Regions from separate parts of the Sus scrofa genome. Here region 1 is linked to region 2. Evidence: chromatin contacts called from public HiChIP or PLAC-seq data. All regions are on one chromosome and are shown on one strand. The core of a region is the stretch at or near the end of the contact, and the rest is flanking DNA. Distances in the headings are between cores, read along the strand shown. Region 1 overlaps ZEB2 (zinc finger E-box-binding homeobox 2). Region 2 holds the start of ZEB2 (zinc finger E-box-binding homeobox 2).

Region 1 (5,258 bases), core at 1,198-3,697, 58 kb after region 2:
GAAAATATCAGGCAGTTCCCCCTAAGGATAAAGAGGTAAGGCAAAGGTGATTTTAAACTGCACAGTGTCACACAACAAAATTAAGTATGGTGCATTCCACCAGATGTTAAACATAGCCACCATGAACTGAACTACAAGGCAGGAGGCTAAGTTTTTCACATACACACCAGCACCATGTCCACTTTCTCCATGAGGCCTTCCCTGACTTTTCACTCTGTCCTTCACTCCGCCATAAATCCTTGCTTTCAATAAAGATGGCACCGCTTGAAACCATTGCATGCCACTTATATATGATTGTCATTCTAGCACATGTTTAACTTAGATAACCCTGGTGAGAAGAGGGCTTTAATATGTGTTTGCTTAGCTGAATGGCCAACTTAAAGGAGAATAGGCAACCCCTTTTTCTTCCCCTGTGATTTACTTTGGCTGCTACTTTTTTTTAGCTGCACTCATGACATGCAGAGGTTCCCTGGCCAGGGATTGAACCCGCACCACAGCAGTAACAGCACCAGATCCTTAACTTGCTGAGTCACCAGGGAACTCCTACTTTGGCTATTACTTTTGAAGCATATGTGCTCTATTCCCCAAGAAGACAGTGTCACCTCCTTCAAACATTGTCTGGGAATTTCCATACTTCCTAACGAGAACTTCAGTTGAATTGGTGTAATCTGGTTTTTCTGCTCCTTGCCCTATTCCCTTCAAGGCCTTTGAGTCATAAGCATTCAGTACCACAGTGAATAATCAGTACGATAGCCACTGTTTGGTTTTCCCTTTTAACTTTTGGGGGTTACTTTTGAATGTAGTACAACTGCTCAGAAGGGCTTTTTCACAAATTGTTTACCATGCCAGTTGCTACCCTATTGGGCCTTTCATTCTGAACACAGAGGCGGAGAGCCTTGATGTCAGTAAAACAAGTAATGTGTACAATTTTTAAAAACACTAAAATTACTGAATCCCCATATTATGTTTTCATGCTGCTCTTTCAGAAACTCTGCTAATACAGTACTCCAATAAACCGATCTTGGTCCTGGCAGGCCCTGTTGGAACTAATGGGCCCTGACAGTTCTTCAGTTAAAAATTATACATGAGGGTCACTTTCCCTTAAATTATCTATTGTATGCCAGCTGTTCACAACTGCAGCGCTTCACTTTCTTTGCATTGCTAGAAATGTCTCATTTTCTCATAATATCCATAGCAACTCTTCTTGTGGATGGCACCGAAGTTAGTGCCACTTCAAGCACATACCTTTGTGGAAATCACGCCAGCATTGCATTTTTCCATTTTCTTTACTTTTATTTTTTTGCTTGTGGAAAATGTCTAGATGGCTCATTTTGCCTGTTTCAGGCCACAGCACTTGAGTTATGTTATAATTTCTCGTTTGCTGCACAACTTTATTCTATTTTTGTGCTCTTAAATGACGCAGCTTCAAGTACCCCTGAGTGGCACTTCCGTGCTGTGAACGTTATCAAAGGCAACCTCAGACAGCTAGAACTCCCGGTTTGGGGGGTTTTGTTTTGTTTTTTGGTGGGGAGGGGGAAAGAGGAGTCATCACCAAGGGTCGTCTTTTGTTCAGCAGGCCTATTAAAACGATGGCCAATAGAACCATTTACAAGAAAGGAAAAATTCACCCAAGTCCAGTGTCTGAATGAAGGCTCTCTTCTCAAATGCTCCTCGTTACTACAGAGCAGTTATCTTTGGATTATAATTAAAACGAGGCTTTTTTCCCCCTTCTTTCTTTTTTTTTCCAGAATGCCCCAAGTGAAGTATTTCCCCTAAAGTTATTGGGCCTCTTTACCAACAAGTGGCTGGGATTTTAATAAGCCTGTTCCCTCCCCCCCACCACACACACAGAGTAATGGATGGGAAGAGTGGATGTGTTACAAAGGTTACACATTCAGTGATAGTTTCTGCCTTATTGGTAAAAGTAGGGAGGTGGGGTAGGAGGATTTCCTTTAATTATGAAATACATGTGATGTGAGTAGTTATTTCTGTAACCTGGTGAAAACGCTGCAGATTCAGGGCCTGATTTCTTAGCATATGTTATCGTGCATCTACTAAAGTGGTGACCTGTGCTTTCAGAATCTTTGGGTGATGGCGGGGCACTCCGATTATAACCAGTTGCTGTAGAAACCCGGTCATCTGGATGCTTATCGAGAATGCATGATGATTTTTTAAACCTTGGTGGATAAGCCAGAGACTGCAGCAGTTGGACAAGGTCACATCTCGGTGGTAGCAACGTGTCTTTCCCCTTTCCATTGTGTGATCCTCCAGGGTCCAGGGCATTAATATGCAACGATTCTGTTTCTCTTTCAGGAGGACTTGTAAACTCTTTAAACAGAGGCACACAGTTTGCAATTGTTGCGGTACTGAGTGGGTGTATGGAAGCTAGGGCTGCAGCCTTGTCCAGTTGCAGATAGAATAAAACTGACAATGATGCAATGGGCCTGGCATGTAGACAACTCCGTGGGATGGATGAATGGTGCGGCTTTTGCCGGCCCTCCGGTGGTGGTAGGCCCTGTAATAGCTAGCGTAGGAAGGGTGGTGAAAATTGATATGCACTATTACTACATGTATAAAACTTAACACTGGGGCCATTGCCCAGGTGGGGGGTTCCTGTTTATTGATTTTTATGACTTTGTTAGAACATACACTTAATGCTTTTATACTCCTGGAGCTCTGGGAGGGCTCACCTTAGGTAATAAACCTTTTCATACTTTGCAATCGCTCACCATTTACATGGGAACTCACATTATCCAGTACAAAGCTCAGCATCCCCCCTCCACTTGGTTTTAGGAGTGCTATAAAAGAAAAAAAGCAAAGAAAATAACTCCAGCACTTACTTTGAATTTTTAAAAAACCTGTCCACTCCTGCTAAGAAAATGGCCCCTAATTCTCATTACTCATATTTCCAAGAAAAATTAGTCACACAAACTTATGTTATGTGTTGTCTCAGAGGTTGAAAGCAAATTAGGTTTCCAATAAGACAGTACATCAAACAAAGTAGCATGTTCTTGATGCCGATGACTTTTTTTTAGAATTATGGTTGGACATTTTTGGCAGACAGATTGTCTTTTGCTCTATCAAAATGACAGTTTCTTTTGTAACTGCAATATTCATAATTAGAAGGAGAGACGCAATCTGCCCAATTTAATATACTAAAAGAAGTTTCAAGTCTCTGCTAGTAATTTCATTATTTTAAAATTTGAATTAATTGACTTAAAATAATACAGTTAAGAAGTATAACTAGCAGGATTATGGAGAAAGGTTTCTTTTTCCTAAAAAAAAAAAAAAAAGCACTCTTAGTATTATACTTCAGATGAGATTAAAATTTTCTGTGTATGCCAGGTACCCTGCTCTAAAGATTCGGAGCAGGAATGTGAATATTCATCCTTGCAACAGAGCTGAGAGAAGTTGTAGGGAAAACCCTGGGAACAAGATCACTTTAAACAAAAAAGTTCTCCAAGTTTCCCATGCTTAAGAGGCTGGCTGGGCTTAATTAAAGTCAATGGATACCAAAAAAAGAAAAAGAAAAGAAAAGAAAATGAAAGGAAAAACAACCACGTACCCCACTTCAGTCTCTTTCTGGGCCACCCTTCACATTCCATACCTTGGCTGTTGATGTTCAAGCTCTTTAAATAGAAGAAGAAGAATATTTCTCAAATCCCTTAACAGCACCGATGTGTCCACACTGTAATATCCCTCTTCCCCATTCCACCTCCCTAATCTACGTAGCTGAGGTGGCCCTCACCCATCCACCACAACAAAAACAGATCCAGAATCGTGTTCAGAATGAAATCATCCTAACATAGCGACCTTGTCTGGACATGATGTTTGGTTTCAGCAACCCTCTTTTATGCAGCCCTGGCCAAGCTTAACATTTCCTTTTGGCTCAGAGGGTCACCTTTCTTCATATTTTCTTCAGGATCTCTCTTTAGGAGACCCAGTGTGTGGCTGTCTGAGATGCAAGGGGCCAAAGTGTTGGAGAGTTGAAATTCATGAACATTGAAGACCTGTTTTCTTCTAAAATGGAAAGAAGCCTCGACTCATTTTAAAGAACACATACACAGCAAGATTTCTTTTTACCCTTCCTGTATAATTTTTGTCATACTCAACTCTAAAGGAAACCAACTCTTTAGCCTGCTACCTTATTTTGTACCTTAGCTGACTTTCATCTTGACATAAGCCATCACATCTGGATGTGACAGAGCTTAAAAAAACAAACAAACACAAACAAAAACCCCACAGGGCTTTATGTATGAGTTGTTGGGTGTTTTTCTCCCCACAAGAAATAACACCAAGTTCCACATCCATCTGGGGGTATGTCTATAAGACAGCAGGAAATTTTTTAACCCTCCAAACTTTCTGATTATAAACCATGCTCTAAATCTACAGGGGTTGTGTTCCAAGTCCCACGCTCTTTTACAAGTGTGTCACTTGCAGGTCTGCAAGTGAGAAGGCAAACTTCCCCATGGCAGTTCTGAAATCTGACAAAAAGCTAAGAGGCCAGGGACTCAGAGCGCCAGTTATACCTGACACCTACATTTCAAAATCTCCTCTAGTATTTTAGTAGTTTCATCAACCCCTTTCTGCAGTCCTATGTCCTAGGAAGTAACATTTTGTTCTGCTCTCATTCATTCTAGCCTACTTGGTTATATATCAAAAGATACACACATTTATATAACCCAAGAAGCCAGGGATTAAAGGACAATGTATTTTAGCACAGCTTCTTCTAGGAACCTTGATAGCTACCAAATGCGTAAGGCTTGGATTGACATAGGCTATAGGGTTATGTTAGCTCTTATAGATATTTTATTTGTATATGTGTATATTTATGTATGTATATACATATATGTGTGACTTAGAGCTATACCGACAGTATTTTCTATATGTTCATTTATTATAAACAGCAGGTAAGCAGACATTTCACCTCACCCCTCACTCTGATCCACATCATTCAAAAAAAATTATTGCAGGATTTCCATTCTAAATTAAATACATCCGAGGTTAGGTCTTTTATCAATTCTTTATGCTTAGTATCTCAAAATTCTGAAGTCTTCTTCCTTTGTCTCAAAAAGGGAAAATGCTGAAAGCATTTCCACCTGGATGTTTAAATTATTTAAGTTGCAGGAACCAGACCTTTTCCCTCCTGAGTAGTTGTGGGTTTTAAAGGCTAAAATTGCTTCATCATGCCAAAGTGAAAGTATGCATAAATTATTTAGTTAAACCTGAGAAAATACAGGCTTTTCCCAGTGATCTTT
Region 2 (5,405 bases), core at 2,734-5,233:
CGGCGAGCGAGCCAGGTCAGCTGACCCGGCCACGGGGCGGGGGTCGCGGGGTTCCCGGGCGGGTACAGGTTTGGGGGAGGGCAGGCTGCGGCGGACACCCCCCCCCCACGTGCTCCTCCGCCTGCGCGGCTGGGCCTTACCCTGAGATCAAATGGAGGGACCGAAGCTGGGGGCTTGGGGGACAGAGCGCGCGGAGAATTGGGGGCGAAAAGCAGACCTGTTTTGCATCAATAAATTAAGACGCTCATTTGAGTCCTGAAGTTTGCTGGTTCCTGTCAGAAGAGACGTTGGCAAAAACCACTGAAGCCGAGATTCAGCCTTAACTTCAAAAAATAAAATTAAATAAAATGAACCCCTCAGCTGGCCGCCTTGCTGAGGCCAGGTGACGTGCGAGATTCCACAGCCCGCGGGCCTCGCAGCAGGGATGTTAGAGTCGGTCTGAGATTCTCTGGTCCTGTTTTGATTTTGTTTGAAAGGGCTTCTCAGAAAGATGCTCCTGGTTTTTTTTTTTTTTTTTTTTTTAATAGACTTTCTTTCCCCTCCTATCCTAGGCTCAACTCCGAAAGGATTGGATTGTGAGTTTGCACGTGAGAAAACCGTTTGGCTTGGCTTGGACCCCTGCCTCCCCGCACCCCCTCCACACACCCCCAATCCAGGGGTCCCTCTTATCACCCTTTGCTTGCAACTCTAAGAGAAGTTGCCCACCTCCTGCATAACAACACAGGGTCGAAATAATTCCTCTAGATGAAAGATCAATTCCGTTTCAAAAAGAGAATAGGTTCTTTTTTAAAATTTTTTCCACATGGTACAAAATAAACAGAAATTGCTTTTTTAAAGAAATCATTAGCTGTGGCCAAATTCGAATTCCTTCTATAGCTTGTGTGTTCAAGGGCAGAAACACTGTATCTCTTCGGGCATCTGGGCGGGCAAACCGAGCTGGGGGCAGGGGAGAAAGGGGGAGCGGCTGTGAAAGTTAAGGAAATTGACAGACTGAGAGGTGAATGGGGGGACAGGCACCAGGTCCTGGCTGGAGGGAATTGGAAAACAAAAGTGCATCCTCACACTGCTTGGGTGGAGGAACTCCTGAGGGAGGCAGTTTGTTTCACTCAAAGAGACCCTATAGAATTATTTTTCTCCCTTCTATGTCGATTGCAATATTATTTCACATTTGCATATATCTGTTGTTTTAATCCCCTTGGTCTGCGCTAATCTCGAAATGGACTATTAATGGGGAAGGAAGACCGGGAAGGAGCGATTCATTTGAAGGACTTGCTTTGCTGTGTGAGGATCCGAAAGCTAGCAGCTCCTAGTCCTCTCTCGACTTTTCCCTGCGTCCTGCGCTCCTGCATCCCGCTGGTCCCACGATCCCCATTGTCCCTGACCTGGCCTTCGGACTAAAAGAGTGTTCGGAACAAATTTATATTTCGGCTTCGCCAGATCCCACCGTCTCTGCTTTGATGGGAACTCTCGGTCAATCGGGAAGGGTGTGTGCCAGGGGCGTGCCAGGCAGGGGCGGAGGGCAACCCACCGGCGCTCTCACCCTCACAGGGACAGCTCACATGCCACCATCTAAATATCCACATTAATGGAAACTTGAAAGATTGCTTTTTTACCCTAAATCAAATACTTGCACATCGGGACTCCCAATGCCTTGTTGAGGCTGCCTCCTGCCACTTGAACAATTACTGAGCCCAGAGTAATCAGATGATTAGGTGTTTTTAATGGAAATACTTGTCTGTCTCTTTTTTTTTTTTTTAAGTCAGATCCTAAGTAACCTCACATTAATATACATAATAAAGACAAGTAATTTGTTAGCCTTTCAATAGGATCCTTTGACCTGAGGTTTTTGTCAGTGAGTGTGTGTCTGGGCTGGAAGCTCCAGTGGCTACCTGGGTTCCTGAGGTAGAGTATTGTCTGGAATCACTCCATGCAAGGGACAGCTTTTTCCTAGAAATGGAAGAGGAAAGGCTGAAAAGCAAACTTCTAGAGAAAGCTGGAATTGACTTTTTTTTAAATAAAAAAGTGGGAAGAGAAAGAAAAAAGGACATTAATAATAGAAATAAATCTCAGAAGAGGAAGTTGATAAGTCATATATTTATAGAGATAGAAATATTAAAAGAAATGCACAACATAAGGTGGAGAATGTGCCTGACCTCTGTTGGAAGTCTTTAGTTTTCTTTTTTTATTATTAATTTTACACTGATGATCTTGAATGCTCCTCTACAGGTAATTTATCTGTAATGGGATGGGTGAGAAGATTCTCAGTGTAATAAATACTCAAGGTGGGAAAGAAGTGAGTCTGTAACCAATAGTGAAAATGTACTTTCTTGTAGGCTAAAGTCAGAACTAGCTGTGGTCATGCTGGGTGGCTACTGCTCCCCCCCTTAAAAAAAATAAACATACAAAATACAAAGACATGCACCTCTGGGAGTGTGGATGTGGCAACTCTTGTGGTGGCTTTTCCCTCCTCTGAGTGCAATTGCCAGTGAGTCTTGCATTCAAAGTCTTGCTTTAGGCACACATTTCAAAGCACAGTTCAAAGCAGTTTATCTTAATATAAGTAAAAGTCTAGTGTTGGATCAGGGTGTTATTTGTTTCAGATTTCATCAGACTGAAAACAGGGGGCTGTAACATATTAACAATATTAAAGCAGAAAATTTTGGCATGAGGCTGCTCTTCAGTCCTCTTGACACCTCCACCTTTACCTTTGCAAGAAAGCCCAAAGGCAGTGGGACTGAAAGTTTATTTGTGCTCTGAGGTTCTCAAGCACTTTCACTCTTAAAACAACAACAACAACAACAACAACAAAAAAACCTCACAGTTCTTTAAGAAACTGAGCCTGAACCACTGGAGGCTAAGAGATTTCTTCCTTTTCCTATAAATGCCTGTGCTCAGCATCCTCAAATTTGGCTGTCTTTATTTACTTCTATATTAGTTCCAATTATGTGCAGTGTAAACCAGCTTTTTGATTAACAAAACAGCAGAGCATTGGTTAAGAACACTTAAACTTCAAAAAAAATTCCCCTGGGAAGTGGGCTCTGAATTGGTTAATAATGTGCAGTACTTGCTAAATTGCTGACTTCCAGATGTGGAAAATATCTTTCTTGTTTAGGACCTATGTAACCTGATTGGATTACGACAGAAGCGTCACGTTGGAAGCTTTTGAGTGATTATTTAATTAACCATACAGTAGAAAGCTGTATTCTCCAGGAAATCCCTTCCATATTTACATAACCAATCCCTTCAGAGCAAAGGTGGAGTCTTTTCTTTTTAATTTTACTTTAATTGCAATATCAAAAAATGTATACTCCAAAACTTAGACCCCATGCCGTTTAATATCATGCTCATCCTTCCCTGCTAAGTTCCTCTATGGCCTTTCTCCTATTCCTCCTGCCTCCCTACACACACACACACACACACACACACACACACACACTCCCTCACTTTGTAGTGAGGTCTCCGTGAGATGTAGAGAGACTCAGAGATCGAGGCAACTCAGCCCGCTATGTTAATTCACTTAGAGACCCTTTTTAAAAATGCCAAACCACTTTTTAGTATTGGGATCCAATCCAGAAATTCATCACACACACACACCCCCAACACACACCCTAAAATGCAGTTCACATGCAACATTTTTTTTTTCTGGCTCTGGCATCTAAAAAGACAAAAAAATAAGAGAAAGGGCAAAAAATTTAGTTCCAGAAGCTGTGCTGAGAAATCCACACAACTTAATGTGCATCTCAAATCTGGTCATTAGAGATATCTGTATAAGAAGAAGCGATCTGGATTGAAGAACCGGGATCTTTCCCTTTAACTTTCGCCCCTTAAGAGTTCTCCAGTTCTGTGAATGGTGTGCACCGTTTTCCGCCCTGTACTCTGTAGGATTTAGTGATGAGGAGATGAGGATAATGATGCCAAAGGCTTTACGGGGGGGGGGGGGGCGTGGAGAAGGGAGGGAGGGAGGCGAGAGGGAGGGAGAGAGGAAGGGAGGGAGGTGGAATTTCATTTCTTCCACTAAAGCGTTTGCGGAGACTTCAAGGTATAATCTATCCCAGATCCTTTCCCAGAGAGAAACTTGGCGATCACGTTTTCACATGATGCTCACGCTCAGGGCGCTTCAATTATCCCTCCCCACAAAGATAGGTGGCGCGTGTTTCAGGGTCTCTCTCTCTCCTACAGAAAAGAAAAAGAAAAAAATGTCATTAGAAGAGGCGTAACACGTCAGTCCGTCCCCAGGTTTGTGTTTCCTGGAGTGGCCGAAAGAGATCAGTTCTAACCTGCTCCGCAGGAATAACGGTCCTGCCTCCCGACACTCTTGGCGAGGTTTTGTACAGTTTGCTCCGGGAGCTGTTTCTTCGCTTCCACCTTTTTCTTCCCCACACTTCGCGGCTTCTTCATGCTTTTTCTTCTCACCATTTCTGGCCAAAACTACAAACAAGACTTCGCAGGTAGGTTTTTTTCCCCCTTTTCTCTCTTTTTATTCCTTTTTGGCATGGTCATCCCCCACCCTCCTTTCATGATTTTCTCCTTTTAAGTGAGGATGGGAGTCTGAAGTGCGAAGGAGTGTCTGTGGGTAGGAATTTCAGGTGGGTTTAGCTCCTTTACGGCAAGCTTTTCCCAAGAGTGACTTCTTGGATTTCTCTCTCACTCCCTCTCTCTCTCCTTCCTTTTCTCTTTTTTCCTCCTCCAAATAATTTGCCCTGTACCTGTCCATTCAGGTAACCAAAGGTGCCTTTTGCTACCCAGCCTAGGAAAAGTTTTATTGAGAACTATGTGGTTGGAATAAAAACTCTTCAGGGGGAGAGGTTCTGCTCTATTGTCATGTCTAATTCCAATTCATTGTATTCAGCAATTAAAACTTGGCAAATACCTGTTAATAATTACAAAACTTGATGGATACAAACCTACCAAATTCGGGAGCAAGTCTTTCTCTTAGATATGGCAGTCCAACCTTTTCTACCGAAGAAGGCTGTTTTCTAAGCAGAAAGTTGCTTGTTTTTGTCTGCTTAGCGAGTTTCATTTCTTTATTTCATTCTTTGTGTGTGTGTGTATGTGAAGTAACACCTCACTTCTGTGATGATAAATAAAGAAGTGAAAGTCCTCATGGAACTTGAGTCGTTTACCAAAGTAGTGGGGGGGGGGGTCACTACAGTTGGGAAGAAAACTGTCAGGATATTAGAGTTTTAAATTAGGGATAACTTTTGAAATTGTATTTCAAATGGCAAAGTAATATAGACATGGATTTCACAGGAGACACATACATACAAATATTCCATGCCATACTTTGGCACTGAAAAGTCAAGAGAGATAGCAGGAGTTCCCAGGAACAGTGGTGAGCCCCGCTAACATGAATGTGTTTATCTCCCACTTACTTATATATTTTACATGCTCCCCCTATAATGATG

Evidence for each region. HiChIP or PLAC-seq counts read pairs in DNA pulled down with a chosen protein or histone mark.
Region 1: an H3K27ac HiChIP or PLAC-seq map of alveolar macrophages shows a contact between it and region 2. The contact joins the enhancer-like site here to the promoter of ZEB2 in region 2. A contact is called at or near these places in 6 of 47 Hi-C or Micro-C datasets (alveolar macrophages, embryonic fibroblasts, epiblast stem cells and 2 more) and 2 of 2 datasets of contacts at active chromatin or transcription factors (alveolar macrophages and skeletal muscle).

Annotation. Positions count from the first base shown.
Region 1 is chr15:7,554,209-7,559,466 of Sscrofa11.1, forward strand. All of the region lies in intron 2 of ZEB2 (zinc finger E-box-binding homeobox 2), which reads left to right. Among named protein-coding and RNA genes, the nearest start is that of ZEB2, 58 kb to the left of the region's middle. Within about 2 kb of position 2,448, at least 12 of the 83 cell types and tissues checked have an H3K27ac peak or open chromatin away from gene starts, as enhancers often do. A contact at or near this core is called in alveolar macrophages, where this site is marked.
Region 2 is chr15:7,494,896-7,500,300 of Sscrofa11.1, forward strand. ZEB2 (zinc finger E-box-binding homeobox 2) reads left to right here and starts at 3,984. Exons shown (of 10, transcript XM_021076506.1): 1 at 3,984-4,448. It overlaps LOC110257199, which reads right to left. Exons shown (of 2, transcript XR_002339482.1): 2 at 4,335-4,428. LOC110257200 (a long non-coding RNA gene) reads left to right here. Exons shown (of 2, transcript XR_002339483.1): 1 at 1-15; 2 at 552-2,031.